Linked DNA regions of Mus musculus: region 1 is linked to region 2. The links are chromatin contacts, called in public Hi-C maps. All regions are on one chromosome and are shown on one strand. The core of a region is the stretch at or near the end of the contact, and the rest is flanking DNA. Distances in the headings are between cores, read along the strand shown. Region 1 overlaps Dupd1 (dual specificity phosphatase and pro isomerase domain containing 1). Region 2 overlaps Kat6b (K(lysine) acetyltransferase 6B).

Evidence for each region. Hi-C and Micro-C count contacts between places; a contact is called where the count stands out from the background.
Region 1: a contact with region 2 is called in a Hi-C map of uterus, with 2.7 times the contacts expected there. The contact joins two enhancer-like sites. A contact is called at or near these places in 1 of 39 promoter capture datasets (pre-B cells), 2 of 484 Hi-C or Micro-C datasets (nephron progenitors and uterus), 1 of 115 datasets of contacts at active chromatin or transcription factors (microglia) and 3 of 9 other capture datasets (adipose tissue, liver and pancreatic islet).

What each region holds. Positions count from the first base shown.
Region 1 is chr14:21,705,216-21,712,130 of GRCm38.p6, reverse strand. The region is part of intron 1 of Dupd1 (dual specificity phosphatase and pro isomerase domain containing 1); the gene reads left to right. Among named protein-coding and RNA genes, the nearest start is that of Dupd1, 5.9 kb to the left of the region's middle. Within about 2 kb of position 5,005, at least 142 of the 459 cell types and tissues checked have an H3K27ac peak or open chromatin away from gene starts, as enhancers often do. A contact at or near this core is called in uterus, where this site is marked.
Region 2 is chr14:21,628,855-21,635,874 of GRCm38.p6, reverse strand. It overlaps Kat6b (K(lysine) acetyltransferase 6B), which reads right to left. Exons shown (of 17, transcript NM_017479.3): 9 at 6,947-7,020; 10 at 4,412-4,553; 11 at 1,238-1,399. Among named protein-coding and RNA genes, the nearest start is that of Dupd1, 82 kb to the left of the region's middle. Within about 2 kb of position 3,909, at least 9 of the 459 cell types and tissues checked have an H3K27ac peak or open chromatin away from gene starts, as enhancers often do. A contact at or near this core is called in uterus, where this site is marked.

The DNA.
Region 1 (6,915 bases), core at 3,756-6,255, 75 kb before region 2:
AGCACTAGGGAGGCAGAGACAGGGGATCCTGAGAGCAGGCTGGCTGGCTAGACTAGCTGCAATTCATGAGCTCTGGCTTGGCAAGAGACCCTGACTCAGAAAATAAATAGAAAGTGATCAGAGATGGCCAGTGTGATTTTGGGCTGCCACACTGATGCACGTGTACATGTACCTGAACACATGTGTGCCCACGTGCACACATATGTTTAAAAAAAAACAAAACAAAATAAGATGCTCAGGCTTAGCCACATGAGCTCATGCTCTGACCAGGAACATGGCATCCTCTCTGCTTGCTGAACCAAGTCCCCGTTGTACCCTACTTGGTAACCTGCCGGCATCTTTCTTTCTTTTCCTTCTTTTCTTTCCTTCTTTTTTCTTTTCTTTTGTGTGTGTGTGTTTTTTTTTGTTTTTTTTTGTTTTTTTGTTTTTTTGAGATAGGGTTTCTCTGGGTAGCCCTGGCTGTCCTCACAGAGATCTGCCTGCTTCTGCCTCCAAGTGCTGGGATTTAAAGGCATGGGACACCAGACCTAGCTAGTATCATTTTTCCTAACTTCACTGTCCCTCATTTTTCTTCGTGTGTAATGTGGTGCACTTGTGTCTCATGCAGGAGGTTTTAAGAGCAGACATTCCCTGAGAATACAATAAATGAAACCCTCTGTATATTTATTCCTTGGAGTCTGGCCAGGTCTGTTATTTCTCTGAGGACTTAAGTGGTGGTTTTAGGAGACATCAGCCTTGGCCCTGAGCCTTGCTAAGGTCCTTAGCCTTCCCAGTGTGGCATTTGAAAAGCAGACCTAGTGAGAAAAAAAAGTCTGGATGGGAAATAGAGGGAGCTCACATTGTAGGCTACAACCTCCCCCCCAGCACAAACCGCCCTTTACCCTTTTCCACATAAGGCTTGTTCTAGGGTGACACTCTGTGGGAAATGATTCTTGAAACAGTTTGCCATGCTGGGAAACTGCCTGCAGCATTCCCACACATCTCAAGAGGAGGCAGAGGCCCAGCTACTCAGGAGTTAGGAACCACAACTGGTCTGGTGAGGTGTCTGTGAGCGTCATGGACCCTGTCTCCCTCGACAGAGCTCCCCCTCTGTCATTGGGCAATGTCCTTCCAGGCTGTCTCTCTTGTCTGAGAGGGAAGCTGAGCGTGGGCCTTCAGCCCTCTCACAACTCCAGGAGGTCTACCTCTGCCAGGCCAAGATTGGGAAAATCAATTAGGAGCCCCTAAATTCCCACCCAAAGCACTTGGAACCATTCGAAGAGTTAATCAAATGAGTTCATGACATTAACACCATCGGAGAAGTAATATTAAATTTCCTCTTAAACGAAGGCTTCTCTGTTTTTTTTTAATAAAAGGATTTTATATTATTTCACATAATTACCTCCTGTTAACATACTTGCCAGAATCCAAAAGGAAAAAAGAGTCTGTTAAATTTGGATTACCTCTGGTACATTATGAAGTAAATTATAGGCAACAACAACAACAATTCCTGGGTTGTCTTGTCCAAGTTTTAATTTAAAAAAAAAAAAAACCCACAGATTTTATGTTGTGGTTGGGCTCATTTTGGTAGATTTAACATGCATAAAGACAAGCAATGACTTGAGGCAAATTGAAAATATGTATATACTTATGTATGGACACTCGTGCCAAGTCCCAAATCCAGCAGTAGGCATTGTTCAGCTAACAGAGTCATTATGTGACAGTGTTCCCACTCCCTCCACTCAGAGAACATTCTAGACCCAACTTGGATAGGGCTGAGGAAGAACTGTGCTGTACATTGCATTTAACTTTCCCCCTGAACACAAATATCCGCAGGTTTCTCTGAAAAGAGGGCAGAAGGTTTTCAAAAAAGTGTGTGCATATATATGTGTGTGTGTGTGTGTGTGTGTGTGTGTGTGTGCATGAGCACACATGCGTGCATGCTGGCTCTCCTGCGCTATCACTCTTCCCCTCGGTCCTCTGAGACATGGTCTCTTATTGACCTGGAGCTGGGCCTGTAGCCAGCCAGCTCCAGCAATCCTCCTGTCTCTGCCCTCCCACAGCGCTGGGGTGACAAGCTCACCCATACAGTCATACGGTCATACTCAGCTTTGTACATGGGGCCTGAAAAAACTCACGGTTTTTTCAGCAGAACTAATTTTCTCCCATCCCAAGAGCAGGTTAAAAAAAAAATCATAAGCCAAATTAGGTCAAAGATTTCTAAGATGCCAGAGATGTTTGTGTCCTGGCCTGTCCAGCCCATGCCCAGTCCTCTCTCACGCTGGCCTGGCAGGCCTTGCCCTGTCTTTGATATATGACACATATGTAACTTGAAAGGTTAAGTCACAGAGAAAATGGTGCTGCTTTCCCTCACTGATGACCCCAGAGTGTCCTTGAGGTCACTGGCTCAGCCTGAGCCAAGTCCAGGTTGAAGGGAAGTGCAGGGCCCTTGCTCTGCCACTAGGGGTGGGTGTGGGAGGGGGCTGCCCTCTGCCCCTGCAGACAGAGGAGGAAGGAAATTCCCTCAGGATGCTTTTACCCTAAGCATCAGAGCTACACCCCTGCACAGCCTCTTACAAGGTCTTGTGCTTGCTCACCGGACTTCCTTTGTCCTAAAGACACTATGCCAGCTTTGGGGCTCCTACAGACCGGAACCCCATGGCTTCCCAGCAAGCACAGGGATTAGAATGATTCCACAGAAGCTAGGCCTGACTGCTGCCCTGGAGGCCTGTAGGGTAGATAACACACAGCTGCTCCAGGGCCCCCAGGAAGGCAGTCCTCGGTTTCGGGGTGAGCAGCTTCTACATACATGATGGCCCTAAAGCAGACTTGGGGGGATGTCCCCCTCTGTGTGCTGATGTCACGCACACATATCAGAGACACCGAGAAGATGGTTGTTTACAAAGAAAACAGAACCAGACATAATTTCATTGTGCTACAACAAGCACACAGCCAGTGTCAATCATATATCTTTCTAGAAACACAGAATCACCATGTACATATTGCTTTATAACCTTCTGCTCTCTTCTCTTCAACGACCTCCCCCATGCCCACCACCATCACCTCCTCCTCCTCCTCCCTCCTGAGGTGGGGTCCCACCCTAGACACCGAGGTAGCCTGAAGCTTGCTATGTAGACCAGGCTGGTCTCAAACTCTCAGAGATCCTCCTGCTTCTGCCTCCCATGTGCTGGGATTAAGTGAACCATGATGTGTTCTTTTCTCTTTAATTTCCTCAAGCCAGCACAAACATGTCTGTAAGGCTGGGTCATGAAAGAGCTAACATAACTAGCTACAGGGTTCTCCAAGGTGACATCGGGAACCCTCGATCTCAGTGGTACATGGATGTCTCTAGCTTGGAAAATCTTTACATGTTAGCTTGAGGCCCCAGGCCTTTCCCTACCTATCCACCAGTGGGCCACAACTCTGCTTAAGAGCACATTGGCTCTTGTTGCTCCGCACCGCCATTTTCAGGGTGGGGTACCTGCATTTGGTTTCTTGTGCTGCAGGAGAAAACTGCAGCAAAAGAACTTCAGGTTTTGATCTGATTTCAAAACTGTAACTTTAACCCTGTCATAGCGTCTTATACCGGCAATCCCAGCACTTGGGAGGCTGAGGCAGGGGGACTGCTCAAAGTTTAAAGCTTGTCTAGTCTATATAGTGACTTCTAGGCCAATCAGGTCTATATATTGATGTCCTGTCTCAAAAACAAAACAAAGCCAATAGTTTCCAAGCATGTGCTGGCTCTCTGGCTAGATGACCTAGCAGGTAAAAGCACTCGCTGGCAAACCCAGGGACCTGAACCTCATCCCCCAGGACCCACATGCTGTCCTCTGACAACACAAGCACACATCCATGCAATCTTGCACGTACACATATGCACACACACACATGTACACATACACACACATATCCATGCAGGTGTGTGCATGCAGGATGCAGGTGTGCTCATACACATGCACACACATACACACTCAAGTGCACACATGTACATATCCATGCAGATATACACATACATACACCAGTACATGCACTCATGCATGTAATAAAAACATTTTCTGATATATTAAGAAACAGCAAGATGGCTCAGTAGGCAAAAATACTTGCTGCCAAGTTCGAGTTCAGTCACCAGAACCCAAATGGTGCAAGGGAACCAACTTCTACTATTTGTCCTCTGACCTTTACACGTGTGCTGTGCGTACTAAGGACACATGTACTATGAAATGCACCCCCCAAAGTAAATAAAATTTGAAAACATATATATCTCTAAACAATATTTTAAAAATCTGGATTGCATTTGCACACGGAATGACAGTTTGCTGCCCAAATCAGAGGGGGCACTGGCTCTATTTAATGTGCCACAGTCCCCACTACTCCCTAATGTTTCTTCCTTACCACTAGTAGTCAAGCTATTGTTTGTTCTTTAGTATCCAACTACTTCCTTCCACTATGCTAGTTATGTCATCAGCCTGTCCCCTTTGTGAAGGAGCCGGAGTTGGCTTCTGTTTCTCTGAGAAGGATGCTCTCCCAGGCCAAGAGCCTTCAGAGCTGGTGTTTGATTCCTCGGGTCCAAATCTTTAAGGATGAAGCTGTAACAGGATTCTGGAAGCCTGTCTTGACAGCCTGCCCAGATCTCATTATGACATTTAGCCTGTGATTGATATGGTGTGTCATGGAGACCTTGGCAGTTAATCTCTGGGTTGAATCTATGGAAACCAAACAGAGCAGATCTGTCTTCCCCTTTTGGCTGTGATCTGGGACACAGATTCTCCCTGCCTCTGGGAGAACAAGAGATTTGGGAGCTGTGTGGGTGGGGTTTGGGGGTGCACAGGCCGTCTTCAGCATTTGGAAAGATTACAGGCCTGTGGTTTCTGGACAGCCCTGTGCTTTGTTCTCTTTCCTGCATCGCGCTGGAAGATAATAGATCCCAGAGCCCCTTCTAAATGCCAAGTCGCTCTGGGTACACAACACCACTTCCTCTTCTGTCTGGAAACTCAGCCAAAGCTATAATGCAGGGCCAGGCCAGGGTTGGTTCCCTCCACAGCTTAACGAGGGGAAAGAGGCCCCACCAAGGGCGCAGTCAGCTTCAGTGGTCAGAGAAGGCAGACTGGAGGATCCACAGCGGAACAGACTCCAGCATCTCCCTAAAATCGCATCTCTCCAAGTCCCCTTAGCAACAAGCAGGACTCAAAGGGATTTAAGCCATAGTATTTAGGAATATGATGCCAGACTTAGAAATAAGATGAGTGGGTGCCATGGGGGTGCACTGAACAGCACGTCTTTGTAATTGAGGCTGCTGTGGTCCTAAAGGGAAGTTGTAACTACGGTCTTAGGAGACGGAGGAGTCGGGGCTGGTTCCTACAAGGGAAGCTCCAGCCAAGCCTTGCAATATGGCTACCCCGCCTCCCCGAAACCCCAGCAGGCAGGCCCTGGAGTCAAGTGCAGGTCTCACCAACCACCCTAGGGAGGAGACAGCGTCCACCCTGAGTCCCCTCTGCACTTTCTTCCCCTGTTCCGAGTCAGGTCAGCAGAGCCTCAACCCTGCTTCCAAAGCCCTAGTTGAGTTCCCAGCCAGGCCGCACAGGCCTTTGCCATTCATTTCTCTCATTCATCCGTTCATCCATTCACCCCTCAATCCATCCATTTACTTTAGAGATCAAGGAGACCTAGGAAGCCTGCATCCAAGTGGTCCAAGCCCTTCCTCTCCCAGGCCTGGATCTGCATCAGGAACCAATACCCTGTTCCTATATCAGCGAGAAGACAGAAGGTGTTTGTGGTATCCTTACAACCCTTCTCTTGACTCTTCAGTCACATGGCAGTCAATCATGATTATCAGCAAGCATAGACTCTCCTGGGATCTTGTTAAAATGTTGGCTTTCAGGCCCTGCCTTGGCCCAGTGTATAATCCCAGAATCTGTATTTTCAGCTGCTACTCTAGGAGAGCTGGCCTTTACAAACAGACTGGCAGGTTCCAAAGCAGGGTCCCTCTGCCTGACGAGGTTCTCACTCCAGGAATCAGTCTATCACAAGGAAGAAATCCCAGAGCCTGGCCTCCCCCATCCCCATGGCAGACACTGTTAGCTACTGATCTTTTCATGCACCTCTTGTGAACTTGGGAGAACTGAATCCCTGACACCATGGGTTTGGTCTTTTCATTGCCCTTAAAATTTATTAAATTTTTCTTAAGAGATTGGGGTCTCATTCTGAACTCCTAGATTCCTGGTCTGAAACATCCTCCCAGAATATATTGGACCATAGGCATGTACCCGTGAGCCCAGAACTTTTGGAAACTGAATCACAGTTAATGCCAAACGCACAGAAAGAGAAACAGTAGCTATGTTGTATCCATCGTCCAGACTCAGTCACCCCCCAGCCAATCCTGCTTCACACACACCCCCATCAGCACCCCTAGCCTCCAGTACTGCATTTTTTTTGCATTTATCCAACTATATTTTGAAATTTTTACTTTATATGTGCACATACCACAGTGAATGTATGCAAGCCAGAGACAACCCTTTACAGTCTGTTTCCTTCCTCTTTCATGTGGCTCTGGGGATTGAACTCAGGTCTCTGGGTTTATACAGCAAGGACTTTATTATCTGCTGAGGCATCTTGCTGGCCTTCCAACTATGTTTATGATGCAAATTCTATCTGTTAGTATGTTAGTATTTTAGTGTTTTACCTTTTTTTTTTTTTTTTTTTTTTTTGAGACGGGGTTTCTCTGTGTAGCCCTTGCTGTCCTAGAACACACTTTGTAGACCAGGTTGGCCTCAAACTCAGAGATCTGCCTGCCTCTGCCTCCCGAGTGCTGGGATTATCTGTCAGTATATCCAGCTTAAAGATTTATTTATTTATTTATTTTGGTTTTTTTCGAGACAGGGTTTCTCTGTATCACCCTGGCTGTCCTGGAACTCACTCTGTAGAACAGGCTGGCCTCGA
Region 2 (7,020 bases), core at 2,660-5,159:
TCAGTCAAAATAGCTGCACACAGGGATGAGACAGGAGGACCTCTGGATGGTTCATGTGTCTGGAGGGAGAGAACACTGAGGGACATGGACAGTCTTGCCATGCCGTCTTGGCTGACCACAAACTGGTGATCCCTTGTCTTAGCCCTCTGAGTATTTATATTAGCAGCATATGCCAACACACCGGGAAGATAGTCTAGCTTCTTATTTCCTGTGAAAACAGCACTTCTATGGAGTGTTTCATCATGAACATTAAAGAAAAGCAGATCCAATAAAGTCACTCATCTGCTGAGCGTCTGGATAATTACCATCTCTGTTTCTGTAACCATTCTTGGGTGCATACCCAGGGAAAGTTCAACACCTGGCAAACACATTCCAAACCAGCTCTCTTTCAAGGTGCATGACTTAGCAACAGCAGTTTCTGAGCAGTTTCTTCTGGAGAAGAGCTCTGAACCAGTGAAAAGACGAGCCACTGTGCCTTAGTATGCAAGTTCTTCCCCATGTTGACTGCTAGAGACAGGTAGGTTTCCTACAGGCAAGACTCCCTTAGAACTTAAAAACCACAGCACAGATCATGAGAGGCAGCGGTGGAAAACCAGCCACCTATCAACTAGGCCATCAATTGCCAGTGGTGTTTTTGTTTTTGTTTTAATTACATGTATTCCTTGGTGTGTGTGGGGTGGGAGGCAGGGCAGGGTAGGGTGCATGCGGACAACTTCTGGGAGTCAGTTCTCTCCTACCAAGCAGGTCCTGGACGTTTCTCAGGAGCCATCTCAGCAGCCCACACCAATGCTCTAACACTGGATACTGCTGACCACGAGGTAGGAAATGAGCCAGAGAGGCTGAGGTCTTAAGTGCTCCATCACAGAAAGCTTCATGTGCACACCACTTAAAAGAAGAAAGAAGCTCAACATTTGGAAATCAAAGCTGCGAGGCAGTCTACAAGGTGGTAATGAAATGTCGCATGGTCACTGTCAGCACAGCACAGGGTTCTGGGGTCCTTTACACACTTCCTAGGCACCTTTTGTTGTTATTTGTTTTGTTTCTTGTTTGTGTCCTTTCAAATGAGCTTTAAACAAAAAGCTGAGGTTTTCAGAAACATGAGCCACTTACTCAAATTATTGTCATAAAAATACAAAAACAAGAGAAAACAAAACAAAAAAACCCTGTTCAAAGACCTGAGCTCCACTAAAAACATTTGCAAGCAAGCGAGAGAAGGCCATGCTGGCTCGTGGTTTACCTTGGAGAAGTATCCAACCAGATGACAGCCTTTTTCATCATTTTTTGTAAGGACATAAAAAAGGAATGGCTCAACATCATAATACAATGTTTTGTGGTCCAGGAAGAGCTTGGCTAACAAGCAAAGGTTTTGGCAATAAATTTTACTCATATTCCCATCAACCTAGAAAAAGAGAAACAGACAACATTATTTAACATAAAAGTATCATCAGAATATAAACTTGCTTCTTCTGTATATCATTTTAAAAAGTATATAATTTTATTTCTAAATCCTACACTCTAAGATTAAAATACTCCATTAAACAAAGACAGTGTTAACCAGGGAACAGCTGTTACTTGCAGAGCCAGAATCCCATCTTTCCTCTTGTTAAGGTAAATTCAAGACAGCTAACGTCTCCTCCTTAAGCTCGTTCAAGAAACAGCAACGTTAGCAAAGTCACTTTCACTTGCAATTTATTATGAGTTAAAATTTATCAGGCATGCCCTCTTACTTTTAAATTGGAGCCAAGTAAATCTGAAAATTAAAAAAACAAATAAAAATTTCATCATGCATGCCAAACTTTTGTTATTTTCAAAAGGACTTCAAATAAAAATAATATAAATGAACCGCCTGAGTTATTCTGATTCTTCAAAAGTGTGGATTAAACAGCAGAGGCATCCATTTTAGTTTTATCCCAAGTATCATTTTAATATAACTGGAGAATATACAATCTCTGTGTTGGGAATAATTACAGAGAGAGTCAGGTGAATTTAAACCTACAGTAAGTGTAATGATTATAGTCTACTTCTCTTCAAAATAAAAGACTCAAGCTGGGACACCGAGGCCTCCACAGGAGCTAAGGCACAGAAACCAATGTCTTTGATCAAATGTAGTGACTTGCTGAAACAGAGAGCCAAACAGACCCCACACTCTTCTTAGGGGAGTCAGGTTTTGCTAACCCGAGCTCTTTGACAATGAACTTGACCATTCCCAGGTCTCCTGTGGACCATACTGGTTCTTATACTGCACAAATTATTTTTAGATTTCATATAACTATTTCCCTTGGACAGAACCTTAGTCCCACACATAGCAACATAATCAAATACAGGCAACTGGCACTGAGGATACAATTCTCTCTTTAATTAAAGGACGTTTTGATGTATTTGGGAGTATGGTCCTTTTGGAAACAGTGCCGTACACAAGAACTAATGGCGATGTACATCTGTGCATCAGAAACAGAAATGAAAACACTGAAACAATCTCCGATCAATCAGAAGTCTAGGAAAAGAGACAGGTACAGAAGAGACTCACAAAACCAAAATCACAGATACGGTTTACTTCTTTCTAAATCACAGAAAAGATCCGAAAGTTTCCTTTCCAAAGCTGATACCTTCAATCAAGATGCTAGAATAGGGCCTTAGGGTTTCCTCCACACCCTCAGTGTAGGAATGAACTACACTCCTGGGCGACTTTCATCTCTGTGCTTTCAAACACATGTCTAACAAGACTGATTATCCTGCCCAGATGACTTCCTGATAGATTAGAGCGTCCACACACAGCCTTACTCATGATGATTTATTCAATAATTACTTAAGGCAAACAATGTGTTTTGCTGTCTGGGAAAAGATGAACAGTCGTTTCAATTTTCTTTCGGTTGGAGGAAAAGCATCCAGGGCACGAGGAAAGGACCAAACAGTAAAGCTGGCACAACGCAAAGGCTCCCTGAGACCAACTCTCTCCCCTGCCTTCTTGGGGCTGCCTGAGTGGCAGCCCGACAGTACATCAAGTGGGGTAACCTGTACTTGGTATCCTTCACCTCCCACCCTCTTTCTGCTCAGATATGTGGCTGCTGAGGCATTTTTGGTTGTCACGAATGGACAGGAGGCACCAGCAGCAGCAGCCAGGAGGTAGACGGCAGGATGCTGCTAAACACCTTAAAAAGTATACTACAGTTCCTATGCAATATATTATTCAGCTTGAAATGCCAGTAGTACTCAGGCTGAGCAGCCTGTGCTTGGCCTTTAATAAGAAGTAATAGCGCAGCCTCACAAAGAATTCCACTTGCCCTTCAAGCTCACTAGAAAGAGCAGGAAGGTGCTTAAAAAACACCACAGCAGTAGGTACCTGACCAGTCTAGAGAGGGAAAGCCCTGCCTGAGAAGCCTCTTAGACACATGGGAAACTGATGACCCTCCCTTATTATAATGGAGGGACACTGGAGGCCAGAGCAAACGGCAGCTGTGCAGCAGAATGATACACAGCAACATGAGCACTGGAAAGAGAAAGGACACTGGTTTTCAGAAAAAGAAGACATCATGTCTGCCGTAGGAGGAAGGCTTGATCTGAGACCCTGAAGAGTAAACAACACACCAGGATGGTAACAAAGAGGCCAATACAGCAAAGCACAGAAATGTGCAGCTACAGTGAGGAGGATTAATGCCGAGAACGGACAGTGACCCTCTGAACAGACAGGACCACCAAAGGAGAGCCTGGAGTCCTCAGTATACAGCTGATCAGCTAAGCTAGATCCCCGAGCCTGGCAGCAGAAGCCTGGCTAAACAATGAAAATAAAGCAGAGACTTTCTGCTACTACGTCTGCTCTGAAAACACAAAATATCTTCAAGAAACCTACAATGAGACCCAGGAACACAGGGCTTCCTGGGAACGGCAAGGTTCTCTAGGGTAGCTGTCCACAGAGACTGGGGAAGAGTCCCAACATCTGCTGGGATCTCGCCCAGAGGATTTATCCACCCTGGCAAGAACTGGACAGAAGCACAGGTGTTTGTGTGCTAAGCAGATACGTACAGCTGCTCAATTCCCTGGAAGAGGGAGTACCTGCCAGACACTGGCTGGAGCTGCTAAACAAAGCTAATTCCTCCTGCCAAAGAATGTGGAATTTACAAAGAGCCAAGGAGACCACTAATTCACTGGTGCATACTGTGCTGTAGAAAGGGATTTTAAAAAGCCCCAAAAAAGTTGATGTGATGAAGTAAGAATTCTTCATCAGTCTAAATGGTTGCTTAATGTAGTCAGATAAATATGCTAAACCATGGCGCTATCTTAAAGAGCAGTGTGAATTCCGATGCTAAGATTGAATACACACTGTGCTATCTATACACAAACCATCCAAGCACACAGTCAACAGTTAGGAATATTAGGGTTCAAAAAGACCATGTTTTTGTTTATACTTGCTTACCTCGAATACTGAAAGGTCTTTCCTTCGGTAAATCTCATTGGCCGGAGGATGAAACCATCCACACTTCTTTGAGTGTCTTAGCAAAATATTTTTACTCTTCATATATTTAAGACAGAATTCACACAGGTAAAGCTTTGGTAATCTGTCAAAGTTTAAAAATCAGAAAGTCTATTAGAGTGACTATACTGTTCAAGAGAGAAAAGCTAAACATTGTTCAATGTTTTCTAGACATAAAATGGCTATAAAATCTTTTGAAAACATTTTCAAAAAGGGAAAAAGAAGCCAGGTATAGTGGCATATAGCCTCAACCCCAACAGTCGGTCTCAGAGGCAGGAGGGAAGGGTCTCTGTGAGCTTTAGGCCAGCTTGGTCTACACAGCTAATTCCTGACCAGCCAGAGCTACACAGTAAGAGCCTGTCTCAACACAACACAATACAACACAACAAAACAAAACAAAACGGCAGGGGGCGGGGTGTGGAGAATCCAGTAATAAAGAAATATAAAGACCTTAAAATATTTTAAATAAAGCTTATAATAATGTGTTCTTATTTTACTCTATGACCTACCATCAGGTTTTTCAGGCCTGAAAAATCAACAATTCAGAATGCTATTCTTTAGTGTGACCAAGTATATTTTTAAAAATTCAGATTTAATGCTGTATTTTTAAATATTCTTAATGCAGACTGCTGTACCTAGAGTAATATTTTATTTATAAGTGAATTTATTATCTTTAAAATGATATGGATATCTATGAGGCAGAGGTCCTAAAAGGTGGCTTTTATTTCTGCCTCTGGATGAGGAAGCTATATAATGTAATAGTCTAAAGTAGTGGACGCAAGTCCGACAGTCAAAAGCTCACATTTGTTTCCTACCAATTCCACTGCTGCTTTAATTCTTAAATTAAGAAGTGTTTTGGGTTTTTGTCTGCAGTGTTATATTCTTAACTCAGTTATCTGCACTCAGTGCTACAGAATCACTAAGCACACGCTCTTTAATCTTCAGAAAGTAACAGAACTGTTTACATAGCACCAACAAAGGGCTGAGGCATGCTAACACCCATTTTATAGACATCCACTTCAGTGATCCGGCCATTAAATCTTTCCAGACACTTTAAGCTATATGCACATATTACACAGATATGTAAACTATGCACACACACATACGTTTATGTACATACGTGGTATCAAGTGTTAGGTAATAGGTATATTTGTGAGGTAGACACAGTCCTTACTCTCCTATCGACCTCATTTTTATTCATGAAATCTCAGCTAAGCTGGTCTTCCACTGAGACTTAGAATAATCATCTTCTTCTTCTTCTTCTTCTTCTTCTTCTTCTTCTTCTTCTTCTTCTTCTTCTTCTTCTTCTTCTTCTTCTTCTTCCTTCGCCTTCTCCTTCTCCTTCTCCTTCTCCTTCTCCTTCTTCTTTAACAAAACCATTTTTGAGATGTAATCTCACTTTGTAGTTTTGGTTGGGAGGGTAAAGCCCCAAGATTCTACTAATACCATGTGACTTGATGTGGGCATCAGAAGAAAAGAAATGTTGGGTGATATAGTTGGTTGCTAAGACACTCTAATCTTAGTTCAAGAAAAGCAGGAAACTGACAACAATTTCTGTTATTTTTAGAATGTTGGCTGTAAATGGCTTTGAGTGACTTGGGAAGGGTCTCTGAAAGTTACCTGCCACCTACTACTTCCTCCTACTTTTTCTATTTTGCTTAATTTCTGGGAGAAGAACCACGAAAAAAACAAGGGATGAGAAATTATTGATAAAACCTATATCCTTAACTAAAAGACAGCCAGTGTAGTGAATATATCAAGCACCTCTAACCGACCGTTGTTTTCTCTGATTTGTTCTATATAAAACCAGCAATTGTCCTACTAACCGAACAAAAACAGGATGGCCTCAAAAGTCAAAGAAAAGTTTATTTATCTCTGTTTTTTGTTTGTTTTTTCTGGAGACAAGCGTTTTTTTGTGTAGTCCTGGCTGTTCTGGAACTAGATCTGTAGACCTGGCTAGCCTTGAACTCAGAGATCTGCCTGCCTCTGCCTCTGCCTCCTTGAGTGCTGGGATTAAAGGTGAGTGCCACTACCTCCTGGCTCAAAGAGAAATTTACAGTACCCGTGGTTCTTACGAGTTAAGGAATATACACAAACAGTACAAACACACTACAAAAGTACGCTAATGGCAAAGACTTCTGCCTGACTACCAAAATTTATGTTTGTTTATTCACTCACTCACTCACTACTTTTTGGAGACAAGTTCATGGCTATCAACAGAATATATACTGACAAAATGGCCTTCAACCTCTGACCTTCCGCCTTAACTCCAAGGCGCTCACGAATAGGTGCTCACACCATGACCTGTTTTCCGTGGGGCATGGTGATGGAAGCCAGGCATACTCAGCAAGCACTCTCCCAGCTGAGCAGCATCCCTGTACCCAAGTGTACTTCTCCTCTCTCCTCAAAGCATTTCACTTCTGCTGTAGAACAGAGCTCCCCAGGCCTTCCCACACAGCCGCCAGGCTCCGCCCCTACCTTGCATATTCCTGTGGGTAAGGCGAGGAGTACCAGGTTTGGATCTCGTATTTCCCGAACTCTATTACTGAGGG